5 separate regions of the Sus scrofa genome follow, and regions 1, 2, 4 and 5 are each linked to region 3. A link is a contact called in public Hi-C and HiChIP or PLAC-seq data. All regions are on one chromosome and are shown on one strand. Each heading gives the region's core, a stretch centred on a gene start, on an enhancer-like site or on the middle of the called end of the contact. The rest is flanking DNA. Distances are from core to core; before and after follow the strand shown.

What was found. A called contact is a pair of places that touch in the nucleus more often than the background predicts. HiChIP or PLAC-seq counts read pairs in DNA pulled down with a chosen protein or histone mark.
Region 1: a contact with region 3 is called in an H3K27ac HiChIP or PLAC-seq map of alveolar macrophages. The contact joins the promoter of CLINT1 here to the promoter of UBLCP1 in region 3. A contact is called at or near these places in 1 of 47 Hi-C or Micro-C datasets (heart right ventricle) and 1 of 2 datasets of contacts at active chromatin or transcription factors (alveolar macrophages).
Region 2: a contact with region 3 is called in a Hi-C map of liver, with 5 times the contacts expected there. The contact joins the promoter of THG1L here to the promoter of UBLCP1 in region 3. A contact is called at or near these places in 2 of 47 Hi-C or Micro-C datasets (heart right ventricle and liver) and 1 of 2 datasets of contacts at active chromatin or transcription factors (alveolar macrophages).
Region 4: a Hi-C map of liver shows a contact between it and region 3, with 4 times the contacts expected there. The contact joins the promoter of SLU7 here to the promoter of UBLCP1 in region 3. A contact is called at or near these places in 1 of 5 promoter capture datasets (fetal liver) and 1 of 47 Hi-C or Micro-C datasets (liver).
Region 5: a contact with region 3 is called in an H3K27ac HiChIP or PLAC-seq map of alveolar macrophages. The contact joins the promoter of C1QTNF2 here to the promoter of UBLCP1 in region 3. A contact is called at or near these places in 1 of 5 promoter capture datasets (fetal skeletal muscle) and 1 of 2 datasets of contacts at active chromatin or transcription factors (alveolar macrophages).

The regions. Positions count from the first base shown.
Region 1 is chr16:65,496,117-65,498,816 of Sscrofa11.1, forward strand. CLINT1 (clathrin interactor 1) reads left to right here and starts at 1,367. Exons shown (of 12, transcript XM_021076894.1): 1 at 1,367-1,601. The coding sequence starts at 1,561. It overlaps LOC110257284 (a long non-coding RNA gene), which reads right to left and starts at 1,353. Exons shown (of 5, transcript XR_002339697.1): 1 at 1,260-1,353.
Region 2 is chr16:65,609,194-65,611,893 of Sscrofa11.1, forward strand. THG1L (probable tRNA(His) guanylyltransferase) reads right to left here and starts at 1,426. Exons shown (of 6, transcript XM_003134104.4): 1 at 1,193-1,426; 2 at 219-395. The coding sequence starts at 1,383.
Region 3 is chr16:64,204,406-64,207,105 of Sscrofa11.1, forward strand. It overlaps UBLCP1 (ubiquitin-like domain-containing CTD phosphatase 1), which reads right to left and starts at 1,279. Exons shown (of 11, transcript XM_003134100.4): 1 at 963-1,279.
Region 4 is chr16:63,116,994-63,119,693 of Sscrofa11.1, forward strand. SLU7 (pre-mRNA-splicing factor SLU7) reads left to right here and starts at 1,433. Exons shown (of 16, transcript XM_003134093.4): 1 at 1,433-1,826.
Region 5 is chr16:63,179,174-63,181,873 of Sscrofa11.1, forward strand. C1QTNF2 (C1q and TNF related 2) reads left to right here and starts at 1,409. Exons shown (of 3, transcript NM_001142829.1): 1 at 1,409-1,447. LOC102168193 (a long non-coding RNA gene) reads right to left here. Exons shown (of 4, transcript XR_001301904.2): 1 at 2,102-2,700.

The DNA.
Region 1 (2,700 bases), core at 117-2,616, 1.3 Mb after region 3:
TAGAAAATGCTCAATAAAAATTTGTACAGTGAGGAGTTCTCCCTGTGGCTCAGCAGGTTAAGAACCCAACACAATGCCCACAAGGATGTGGGTTAGACCCCTGGCCTCTCTCAGTGGGTTAAGAATCCAGTGTTGCCACAAGCTGCAGCTTAGGTCGCAGATGAGACTCAGACCCGCTGATAATGTGCCTGTGGCGCAGGCCAGCAGCTGCAGCTACGAGGGGACCCTTAGCCTGGGAACTTTCACATGCCACAGTTTTGGCCGTAAAAAGAAAAAAATGTACAATGAAAAGAACTGTAAAGTTTAATTAGTTGGACCACAGGAACTTCAAAGTTGCCCAACTCAAAAATGAGTCAAGAGGAGTTCCCGTCGTGGCGCAGTGGTTAACGAATCCGAATAGGAACCATGAGGTTGCGGGTTCAGTCCCTGCCCTTGCTCAGTGGGTTAACGATCCGGCGTTGCCGTGAGCTGTGGTGTAGGTTGCAGACGCGGCTCGGATCCTGCGTTGCTGTGGCTCTGGCGTAGGCGGGTGGCTACAGCTCCGATTCAACCCCTAGCCTGGGAACCTCCATATGCCGCGGGAGTGGCCCAAGAAATAGCAACAACAACAACAATAACAACAACAACAAAAGACAAAAAAAAAAAAAAAAAGAGTCAAGAGAAAAATGAAGTGACAACTATTGCAATAAAACACTGAATGTGGTAAGAATATTCACCTGACAAGTTCTTGGGCCTGTCATAAGTATTGTGCTGCTGTTTTTCTACAATTTCCCATGGAATGTGAACTGAGTTTCCGAGCTTTATAATAAAGTAACAAGGATAGCAGGTAGTTGCCTAAATATCAAAGCACTGTGTCAAAGAGTGGAAAAAGTTTTGAAACACAACCTATTCAATTTACAAGGATGGAAAAAGTTTTGAAACACAACCTATTCAATTTACAAGGATGGAAATTAAAGCCCAGAGAAGGAAGTATATTTAGACATTTGGAACCAAATACAGAGTAGCTTCTGCAAATGAGTAATACATAGGCCAATCACACTTCCTTATAATCATTATTAACATAATAATACCTTATGTTTGAAAAGCAAGTTTGAGTGTGGCAAGATTCTACACCCCTGGTTCTGAAACGTGAGCATGGAGGATTTGTTAAAGTACAGAGTGCCGAGCCCCACCCCCAGAGTTTGAGATTCTGTGGCTCAGGGGGCTCGGGAGGGGCACGGAGAACCCCGAGAGCTTAAGAGGAAGCACACTAACCTTACCTCTCCAACTCTCCCTGTTTAACTGTCCCGCTTGGCGCGCAGAGAGAACTACAAGTCCCAGCGTGCCCTGCGCGCAGCCGGCGGAAAGGCAGGCACTTCCGCTCCACGCAGCGCCTCTGCCCCCGCGTCTCGACGTGTCACTGGCGGCGCCGCGGCTGTGGCAAGAGAAGGAGCTGACTGGGGGAGTTTGAGGCGGCGGGCGGCGGCAGCGACCCAGGCCTGGATCAGCCCCGACGCGGAAGTGTTCCGGGGTCCGTGGGGAGCAGGAGAGGGGGTAGCGGCCCGGCCCGCTCGGGGCACGATGTTGAACATGTGGAAAGTGCGGGAGCTGGTGGACAAAGCGTGAGTATCGGGGGGCAGTTGTGGCCCAGGCCCACGCGGGAGAAGGGGGTGGGTGGGAAGGAGCCGGCCCTGCGCGCGGGGCCGCCAGCGTCACGCCCCCCGGCTGGTTGGCCCCATCATGGCGGCGACCGGTTGTCTCCCCGGCCCCGGGCCGCGTCCCAGTCCGCGAGTCTGGGAAGGGACCCTTCCTCTTTGGAAACATCCTCTTAGCCGCATTCTCTCCTGCCCAGGCGTTCCTCACCCTGTCCCTACCCTCACCCTTCCAGCTATAAACGCTTTAGTCAGGGGGGTGAGCAGGGTTGTCTTGAGCTGGGTCGCTGCCCTGGCCGGAGAGCTCTCTTGGCTGCGGGCTTTGGGCTTTGCTTCTTGGGCAGCAGCGAACGCTTGGGGTTAGGGGACCTAGTTCACGGGTTCTCTGCGCCCCTCATTGTGGTGCGGAGACCTTAGGTTTGGTCACGATGTGTCCTTTACCTTGCTGGGTTTCTTTTAATCCTTAATGAACCTGGTGTGTTGGAGTGGGTGGTAGGTGTAACAAGTGGCCGTTGTGGTCAGACTGAAGTTACTCAAGAGGCGACTCATCCTTTGCTTGTCTAATACGAGTGAGAGTAGATCACCACATAACTTACTGTGATTCTTTCTTTCTGATCCTTTTCCCCTACACTTCATTTCCCCTCAAGAAGAAAGCAACCCAGGTTTATATCCTGTTGATCCACTTTTAACTCCCCTGACAGGTAAAATGACTAATACATAGTTGATTTTTTTCTTTAAAACTTAAGTGATAACTTTAGTGTCTTACTACCACTAGGGAAACCTTAACACTTAAAGTGAATATATTACAGTGATGTAACAGGGGTTAAGTAAGATCTTCTAGGCCAGCAGGAAATAAAGTTTAGGAATTTAACCAGTCCCCTTCCTTTTGGGTTTTAGTGATGATGCAATAAGTGTGGTGACAAAAACAGTTCATTTGTGCTGCTCACCCAACCTAAAATCAGAAAGTGTAGATGGCAAATTCTTGAGGCTTTCGTGACACCAGAAGAAAATAATTCATTAAGAGGTATAAACTACTAGGTATAAAATAAATTAGATCCAGGAATGTAAT
Region 2 (2,700 bases), core at 176-2,675, 1.4 Mb after region 3:
AGTTTAGTCTGTTTCTGGTCTTAATGTTCAATGCCAGATCAGTCTAGAAGCTAAGGTGATGGGGAACGGAGAGAAAAGAATCAGATACAGAGGTATACAGATGTCCAGCTATAGGTGAAGTACAACAGTCTAAGCTGCCATCTCTAAGTCTGTGATTATAATAAACAGAAACCAGTGCTGGGAGGAAATATTCTGAAGGAGCTAGGCCACAGAATTACCTGGCTCTTCTTTTAAACCAATTGCTCTTCCGCTTGAACACAAAGCTGTACTCATCACTCTGTCCATATGCAATCACAATATCCTCTAGTTCTTCCATTACTGTCTGGGCACATTTGGTCATTAAGTGGAGAGCACGGCTGTCGTTAGGTTTTGCAAAGTGGTGCTTCTCTGCAAACCTTCATAGGGTAGAGAGAACAGGGAAAAGGGTATGGGTCGAAGAGAGCTTGTCATTAACACCACGTATCAAAAAGGCCGTTCAAAGAGGAAGATACTGTACTAGTGCGGTAAAACCAAACATTTCACTAGCCACACACTGATCCATTTCGTTAAGAACTCTAGTTTTTTCTTACTCTGACCAACTGAGAAAAAAGGATATAAATACTAAGCCTCTCTTTCCTTTTCTGTGAAATGGGGATAAAGTTACTTCATAGACTTGTCCTTAAGATTAGACGGAGATTAATATAACTATGCCTGGGTCCTTGGAAGTACTCAATAAATCTTAAAGGAGCACTTCTTAAGACTTACATTCCCACCTGTTACACTTCTTTTTTCCTGAGAAAGTTCCATTTTGAGGCCAGTCCATGACTTTTAATGAAATAAGAACATACAGTGTTGCCCACAGCAAAGCCTCAACAGGCCGCTGAAGAGTCAGGCCGCAGATACCTAGCCAACAAGATAGCTCGGCAAAGGCTGAAGAGCTGAAATAATGCACCCGAGGGTGCCTCTTCCCACTAGGGCCGTGCTAACGGTTACGCCAGCCCAGCTCCTCACAAGTGGAGTACCCTGTCTCATTTAACTACAACGATCCCCTCACGTTCAAGCAAATTGCAACAGGCACGTAGGTTGATGCTCAATGCCATGCGCTCATTGGCTGCTGCGTTACTCTGGTAACCATGAGCTGGGGCTGAGACAGAGGTGTTGGACTCCCCGGAAGCGCTGGCGAACCATGCAGCTCCGAGCCGAACTCGCTTACCGATGGAAATTCCTGCCGTCCAGCCGCACCACCACCCAGCAGTGGGCCAGGCATGTGTCGTCAGCCTCGAAATCTCGCACATACTCGAACTTGCTCTTTGCCATGATCGCCCCCAATTTCAAGTACCGTCTCAGAGTGACGGAAGCGGCAGCCAAGCAATCGCCAACCTTAACGTTGCTAGCTGCCCACATTTCCCCACGGAAGGGAAAGGATCCGAGAGCCCCGCCCCGGAAGTTCCTGTGACTTTTCGTGGCCGCTCTAGCTACAGTGGAGGCCAGCCCTCCTCTCGCCTCTCCTTGTAGTTCTTAACCGATTTCCTGGCTGGGAAGGAGGATTCTTTTCTTCCCTTTAGTACTACGCGCGTGGTTGCTCACCTATCTCTTCCCGGTCCTGCAACAAATCATTCTCATAAAGTGTTAAAAAATTCATTTCTAGCCAAGTCTGAAGGTTTAGTTGTGATTTTTTTCTTTCTAAATGTCATTTATTAATTTGTTGTAGAAAATGTGGAATATATCAAAAAACACAGTTACGAAAATCAACACCATGTGTCCCCTCTCCCTGTTAAAGCATTGTGGATGGGTCCTTCCAGTCCTTTTTTTGTATATGTGTTTTCACACAGGGAACATACAAAATTGGAATCAGAAGCCTACACAATTTTTATATTTATTCTATTCACCTTGAGCATTTTCCAACGTCATTAAATATTCCAAAGTATGGCTTAAAAAAAAAAAAAAAAAAAAAAAAACCAAAACAAAACGTCTCAATTCCGACATAGGTAGTCCCAAATTAACTCATTCAACTTTTTCACAAAGACCCGATGTTTGATTTCTTGTTGCTGGTAAATACTAGTGACAATAAGACTTTAACATTTGTACTTTTTGAAAACATTACCTACTTACATTTTTTTTTTTTTTTTTGCCTCAGGAAAATATCATTCAAATAATGTAAAAGGATATATGTTGAAAAGTAAATCTCTCACTGACTCCTAATTAAGCAATTACTGTCACTAGTTTCTCATCTTATACATTCATCCAGAAAGAAATATAGAGATAGAGATGTATTTTGTTTCAGGGCAAATTATGCTTAGAGACTGAGACTGTCTTTGCCAGTATTTTATTTACTACAAGTTTACTGTGGGAATTATATTTCTACAAGCCAATAGCAAACAGGACATGCCTCTTAATAACCTACAAAGAAATAACATACTCCAAATTATAGATTGATTACACCACTGTTCCAGGCAAGGGGAGATAAGAGAAATAAAGTCCAAATTCAGTTGAAATATATCTTTCCTATGAAATTCTTTCTCAGGAGAGTAGACCTAGCCAACCATGGGCTCATGTGTGGCTCCCAGCTAAATGAAAGTGACAAGTCCCCTCTTACTGGAGCATGTTACTAGGGAATGAGGCCCAGAATTGAGGGGCAAGATGATCTTTGCAGTATCCCTGCACAGCTTATGCCACTGCCTATAAAAGGATCACCTTTATCCAAGCAGGAGCTAATGCCCC
Region 3 (2,700 bases), core at 29-2,528:
GAATACTGTTAGGGCATGAGGTAACAGCCGTGACAGCACTATGTAGACTGTAAAAAGCAATATGAATGGCGGTGATGATAGAAAAGTAACATGCTCAACAAATTAATTGAATCATCTCATTTAATCTTCACAATCTAAACTGACAACTAGTGTCTTCGTTACGCAGATCAGAAAACCGAAAAAGGAGAAAAACAACTTGCCAGAGACCATACAACTAAAAAGTAGCAAAGGTTGTTAACTTGAAAATAACAGCAGCAAAAGTTAACACCTTAGGAATTGAGATAAGGGAGTTAACTTTTCAACTTGCCTACTTAAAAGGTAACTATTAAAGTACTGTCAACTCCCAACTCGAGACAGCACAGCAGCAGCAACTGCGAGGGAGTGGAGAGGCAAGAGCTTCGGGAAGTAACTGGTGGGACAGCATAAAAAGGAGGTAGAGGAGTTCCCGCTGTGACACAACAGGATTAGCGCCTTGGTAGCGCTGGGGCGCAGGTTCTATTCCCGGTCCGACCCAGTGGGTTGGGGATCCCGAGTTGCGGTAGCTGAGGCTTAGGTCATGTCGGTGGCTCGGATATGTCGCCGGGCGGCCCAAAAAAGGGAGCGGGGGAGTAGAGATGCCCCCAGCCGAAGAGGGCCAGGATGCGTTCCACAGGTAGGAGAAGAGATGGGCAAACCCCAGAAGAGAAACGAGGGAGAAATGAGGTTTGGGGACGCAAAACCCACTGAGTCCTCCACACAGTCGAGGAGGCCGGATGCGAGGGCGGCAGCCCTAGTGCTGAGCCGGCGGAGGTTGGAGGCCTGGGCCGCGAACCAGGGCAGACGCGGACGGGGCACCCACAAGCAGCTCCAGCCTGCACGCCGGGCGGAAGCAGAGGAGACGTCAAGGGGACAGCAAAGCTGCGGTCCCCTAGCCCAACGGTGTCTCCGCGGCCAGCGCGCCGCTACACTCCTCTTCCCCTCACCTGGAACAGCGGACGCAGGATCCCCGGCAACAGCGGACGCAGGATCCGACCGCAGCGGAACCCCAGACGACCGGAAGTGAGAGGCGAGGACCGGAACCGGTTAACGAACCGGAAGTTAGGCTTTTAAACGGAAGCGCGCGGGGGACGGGAGTGCTGTTTCCCTTGTTTCTCTTTGGGTAGTGATGCTGCATAGCCCCTGCTTCATAGAGACGTCGTCGCCGAGACTAGGGGACCAGGCCTTTACGAGAGTGTGGCCGCTGTGCAGATGCCTGCGATCCCACGGCGGTGGCGGCCCTCACCTGTTCTGCGCATGCGTCCCACTCGCGGGCTCTGAGGCGGGCGGAGGTTGGAGGGCTGGGCTATGACGTCTCTGGTATTGTTTCGCCGAAGTCGGAGCTGGGACGGAGTCGCTTCGCCGGCTTCCCCGGTTATTCTTGAGATCTTCGCGGGACTCAAGCCTAGGACTCCTGTGGCTTTGTTATGTTCCGAATGAGGTCTGAAAGGTGACGTTTGAGGACTGTAAACTTGAGAACTCTTCCTGGCCCCCGGGGCCACCAACACCAGTAATTCTACCCATTTTTCCCAATGTAAAGGGAAACAGATTCCTCAAGAAAGGGAAGGGGCAAGCCCAAGTCTTGGAAGACAAGAAAGCAAATCTGATTTTGAGAGCTGCCGTCGAGGTTACTGTAGTACTGTATCCACCCGCCCCTTCAATCTTCCCTCAGAATGTTAATTACAAACCTTGACAAAAGAATTCCAGACTTCAGTGGATTTTTGGAGCAGCCCTTAGCTGGTATTTATAGCGAACTCTCAATGTGCATCACTTTATGTTAGGAAAAAAAAATTGCCCACCAGATTGTTGTGGCGCCAAACAAAACTTGGGTTTGAGGAAGGTAAAAATAATATTGGCACCAAGTATGCACCAGTCCTTAAATTACTTGTATATTTCTTTCTTGGCAGCGATTGTAACTGATCCATGATTCCCTTTGGCTGCCGTGGAAAGTAAGCAAAGAGCCAGGTTTTATGTCTTAGCAGTTTTTTAGTTAAGACATGTAAACTACTTTGCGTTTTCCTTTACTTTTGTGGTAATTTTTACTTCACTAGTATGAGTGTGCTCATTTTTAAAAATGAAACATTTTCAGCAAAAAGCATTACCTCTTTCCTCCAAAAAATAGGGAAGGGAAAACCCCACGTTAAAAGAGTTTGTACAAAAGTCATACATTAGCAATCCAGCCAAAGAGATGGTCAAAAGGCGAGGAACTGGACTCCAGAATGAATTATAATCTTTCAATCCAATCTTTTTTTATTTGTTCCAATGCCAAGCAGCTTCTTGACCACTTCATATTTTTGCAGTGGTGGTTAAAGAAGCTTGTTTCCTCTCCCCACCCCCAGGGGACGGGCCCAAGCCTGCCGCTTGTAGAAGTTCCTAGGCGGCAAATCCAACCTTGCCACAACAGAAACCCGTGCTGCTGCCGTGACAACTGAGAAGCTTGTTTTTCTTAATATTACAGTGAGCTAAAACATTTTTAAGGCTTTACTAATTCTAAGCAACAGGATCCATAAGGAGGTTCTTTTTAATCATGGAATAGCTTTGTACAAATGGTCTGATAAGTCTGGTATTACTAAAGTAAATAATTTAATAATTACAAATCATCTAACCAAGTGTTGAACAGTAGTATTTCTCAGAAAATAATGGTAGTGGAGTATTGTAGTCAAATGGTCCATTTAACAGATGATT
Region 4 (2,700 bases), core at 183-2,682, 1.1 Mb before region 3:
TAAACAGGCCTTTACACTTCCAAGCAAATTTCAGCAATTGTTTTAAGGAGATAAAAATAAAGCTTGAGTGATTCACAGACTGATCAAGTTCAGACTATTTTCTGACAACTTCTTTTCAACTATTGCCTTGCACAATCAAAATTAATAATTACATTCTTATGCCCTGGACACTGAAAATTAATAAGAAAAAAATAGATTATATGATAATGAGATCTTTTATTGAGACAAGGATGTTAGCTATTTTCACTTTGACATTTGGAAGGAATATATACGTGTTATTTCAAAAAACAAAATGTTGACCAGAACATTGGAGTTCCCGTAGTGGCTCAACGGTTAACTAATCTGACTAGCATCCATGAGGATGCAGGTTCAATCCCTGGTCTTGTTCAGTGGGTTAAGGATCCGGCATTGCCCTGAGCTGTAGTGTAGGTCAAAGACACAACTGGGATTCTGTAGGCCCACAGCTACAGATCTGATTCGACCCTAGCTTGGGAATCTCCATAAAGCCACGGGTGTGGCCCTAAAAAAGCAAAAAAAAAAAAAAAAAAAACTCAGAGAAAGTTCTACTCCAAAATTACTGCTTATTTTCCAGCACTTTATTTCACATTACACTTTAAAGGAAAGTTCAGATGCCATATATATCATTGTTTTGTTTTCACACAACGGAAATCGTTCTAAAGAGCTTTTTTCCTAAGAGTAAAACACAAGATCACTTTGGGGCAAAGTGTTGCAATTACGGATTAGATCCATATATCCTCAGAGGACCTGGTATTCCTTTGATAGCAGCTTTCTACAAATCACCGGAAAAACTTAGTGTCTTTCTCACTCTGTATGATGTAAATTCGAAGAGGGAAAGACTGTGTTTACCACGTCCCCAGCGTGTTACACTAGCTACTAATTAATACTAATTTTAACTCTTTCTTTCTTTCATTTTTGGCTGCCCAACGACATATGGAGTTCCCTCGCCAGGGATGAGAACCGAGCCACAGCTGCGACCTATGCTGCAGGCAGGATCCTTAACCCACCGCACGGGCTGGGGAAGGAACCCGCTTCGCAGCGCTCCGGCAGAAACGCCGCCGGTGTCTCTGAGCCTCAGCAGGAAAACTTTCACTGCTTTTTTAACTTCAAGCACTTCCGCATTCATTTCGTTGCACTTTGATTTCATTTCGTGAAGCATAAGCTGTTGTCTGTTCTCGGCACTAAAACTTTTGTTTGCATGTTTTGTTTTACGTCGTAAAATTCTGCGACTCAAAAAGAAAAAGAGTTGAAAAAGCACAGGATGTAAAATGAGCTGCTCAGGAGTTCCCGTCATGGCGCAGTGGTTAACGAATCCGACTAGGAACCATGAGGTTGCGGGTTCGGTCCCTGCCCTTGCTCAGTGGGTTAACGATCCGGCGTTGCCGTGAGCTGTGGTGTAGGTTGCAGACGCGGCTCGGATCCCGCGTTGCTGTGGCTCTGGCGTAGGCTGGTGGCTACAGCTCCGATTCGACCCCTAGCCTGGGAACCTCCATATGCCGCGGGAGCGGCCCAAGAAATAGCAACAACAACAACAACAAAAAACAAACAAACAAACAAAAATGAGCTGCTCAATTCTAACCCAAAACTAGAGACCCCCTGTAGAGAGGTAGGTACGGATCGAGATCTCGCGAGACCAGCGTCGTTTGGGTGTCCGAGACCCAGAGTCTTTGGTGCGCATGTGTTAGTCGTCCGGAAGGCGCCGCAGTGGGTGCCGGGAGAGGAAGGAAAGTCAGGAAGTAAACATTGACGCTCCGCTTCCTTCGTGTCCGGCTGTTTTGGGGTCAGCAACTGCGCGACTTCGTGACCAGGTGAGGGATTATTGTGAGAATCTGGGGAAGGGGAGGAGGGTGAAGGTGAAGAACTCAGGGAAGTGAGCTAGAGGCTAATACAGATATCTTTACGGCGTTGACGAACGCCAGGTTGAGGAGAAAATGGGAACAGGGGACCGAAAAGGATGCCGCCGTGCTAGGCCTCATACGTGGTACTTGTGCCCAGTTAGACCAGGACTGTATCTTCAGTGGCATGACATATAGTGCTGGTGTTATATTTCTCTCGGACAGTCCTGCATTGGAGGGTTTTAAGCTTGGGTAGTGGGACATGATATGGTTAAATCTGTTTTAAAAAATAGCACTGCAGTGTGGAGAATTAATTGTAGGGAATCAGAAGAGACTCAAAGGAAAGAGTAATAACGTTGTTGAGAGCAGAAGTAGATGAATTTGAGTGATATTCAGAAGGTGAAAATAATACTTAGTGCTGACAGAGATATGGGTACTAGCTAGAACGTTGTTAAGTGATGGATGATGGTGTCTGTCTTTCATCAAGAGAGGGAACAGTGGAGGAGATTAGATTTCAGAGAGAAGATTAAGATTTGTTGAGTTCAGGGAGTTCCTCTTGTGGCGCAGCGAAACGAATCCGACTAGTATCCATGAGGATTCGGGTTTGATCCCTGGCCTCTATCAGTGGGTTAAGGATCTGGCGTCGCCATGAGGCGTTCTGGTTGCAGACTGAGGAGAGGAAAAAACAAAACAAAACTGTTTGTTGAGTTTAGTTTTCTCTGTGGTATATAAGTGGAGATACTTTGAAGCAAGTAATTGTAATGTACTTATCTGAAGCTCAAATAAAAGGTCTGGAGTAGAGAAATAAATTGGAGAGCCAACAGTTGTGTATTTTGGCTGTTGAAGC
Region 5 (2,700 bases), core at 159-2,658, 1.0 Mb before region 3:
TTACACATTTTCAAAATCATGAATTCTATGTTTGTGCGTGCAAAATGATATAATAAAAGATGAGAGATATCAAAGAAATTTCTCTATTGCTGTGTGTGGCTTTGGTATATGCTTCAAGATCTCTCCTATAATTTGGAATATTTAGGAAGAAAATCTGAGAAACGCTGACATAATGGAAAGCATTTGGGCATTAGGGTCAGCCAAACCTAAGTTCAAATATAACTTCTGCATGAACTAGTTGTGTAAATATGAGCAAATTAGCCTCTCCAAGCTTCAGTTTCCTCTTCTATAAAGCAGTGCACGCGGTGGCAGGGGCGGTGCAGGGGGTAGATACCAGGGAAGGGAGCTAGATGTATTACATTATATATTATGAATAGTCTTCAGAGCCCTTCAGATGCAGGTTCAAATGTTCTCCCAGTATTCGAATTGTATGACTTTGAGAAAATCATTTCACTTCTCAGAGCCTCTATTTCTTCTGAACACAAGAAGGTTACTGTCTTCATAGGGTTTATTGTAAACTTCAAATAAAATAATTCCAGTAAAGAGCTTTGCATGTTTCCTGGAACTTTATAGATGTCCACTTAAGACAGTTTGCCTCTGCCTCAGTTTCCCTGTCTATATCCAAAGGGGTTGGATTGGATGGCCCCCTGGGGCTCTCCTCAAGTTTGTCATTCTAAATTTATTTTTAAAATCTTGCAAGAATGAACCTGTCTGGATGCCTTGGGGCCTTGGACCCTCTCCTAGCACTTCTTGACTCCAGGTTTTTTTACCTCCGTGGTGTGGAGAATAGGCTGAGGGGCCCAGAGCAGGGGAGGCTGGGAGTGGGGTTATTTGGAGCCTGGTGTTTTGGGGGTTTTTGGGGTTTGGGGAGGTTGTTTATTTGGTTTAGGGCACCATACCCCATGGCATGTGGAAATTCCCAGGCTAGGGGTCGAATAAGAGCTACAGCTGATGGCCCACACCACAACCACAGCGACATGGGATCTGTGACCTACACCACAGCTCACAGCAATGCAGGATCCTTAACCCATTAAGCAAGGTCAAGGGTCAAACTCGCATCCTTGTGGCATCCTTGTGGATACTAGTCGGATTCATTTCCTCTGGGCTACAATGAGAACTCCTGTTGTTTTTTGTTTGTTTGTTTGTTTTGAGGTGTCCTGGAGGCAAGGAGATTGCCCTCTCCATCCCTCTGGGTTTGGAACAAGAATCTAATCGCCCCGCCTTTATTTCCAAAACAGTTCCTGGCTCAGGCTGCAGGAACCTCCAGGCTCCAGCCCTGAGAAATCCCTTCCTCTCGGCTTGTTCCAGAGCCCTAGGCCTCCACCCAGCCCCTGAGCCCCTGAGTGGGCCGGCACCACTGAGCGGGATCCCCTGTGGTCCAAAGAGGCTGGAGGGGAAGGACGTGGGCTGGAGAGAAGACCCTCCTCCCTGGAGTGTGGGAGTGGAGGTGAGAAAAAAGAGGAGCTCTTCCCCTCCCTCCTGGCTTTCTCTCCTCCAGCTGTCTCTCTCCCCTGCCTGACTTGCAGACTCTCATCTGCCTGGGAGACTTGCCCTACTTCTTCCTTCCCTCCTTCCCTCCCTCCCTCTCGGAAAATATTTTCAGGTTGGCACTTTCCTAACTATTTCAAACCTGCTTTGAGAATTCAGTTTCTCTCCTGGGGCCCTACTTGTGTCCCAGCTCACAAGTAACACTAAGACCAGTTTTGCAAGGCTCTCATCAAGCAGACCAGGTAAGGAGATGAAGATTCCTGGGGCCTACAGTGTGTCTAGGACACCGTGTTCCAAAAGTTACATCCTGCATGTAAACTTCCCCCACATTTGCCAGGCTTGCCTGAGCACACATTGCACTAGGGGACAGCAAACTGCAACTTTATTTTTGTCTCCCTCTGCCCCTTTATAATTTAGCAGTGAGGGAGCTCTACCCCACCCCTGCCCCCTGGTAATTCACTCCCAAGGAATCCATCTTTAGTCAAAGGTGAGACTTCTCCTCTCCCCTGCACAGGTGTGAGGCTGGCAGGACCATCTGCTCCCTCTCCCAGGCCACCTCTCTCCAGGTTGAAGGACGGAGAGGTAAAGGGACAGATGACAGGAGGGTCCTTACTTGTTTCACTGCTGGGACAGGGTGGACACTGATGACGTCTCTTCTGTGGGGTGCCTTCTGTGGGCTCCTCAGGCTTTCCCAGGTTGAGTCCTCCAACCGGAACAGTCGTGAAGCTGCTCTATCCCTGGCCTTTTGCACACTTTCCTTTCACAGGCAAGTCCAGGCCTCACCCTCAGCTTCTGGTTGTCTGGTTTTCTGGTATCCACCCTGCATGGTTATCGCTGCTGGGCTGCCCTCTTTCTGTTCTGATCTTTCTGGCCCAGGCTGGCTGGGGCTGCAGAATGTCCAGTACCTTCCATCGACCAGGGAGGACAGGAAGGCCGTCAGCCCCCTTCCTGGACAGCAGAGCGCTCTCTCTTCCTCTTCCCCTTTTTCACGATGCATGTCCATGCCCTTTCCCCTCCCAGGGACGCTGGTCACATTTTAAAATCCAAGGGTGCCCAGAGTCATAGAATGGGCTCTCAAATGGTTGTTTTGTCACTTCTTCGTTTTTTGGCCTGACCCCTCAACTTAGTGGTTTAGCGTGCAACCTCTCGTGTGACCTCGTGCCCCGCTGAAAATTTCCATTTTAACACCCTCTGTAGCTCACCCACTGAGGC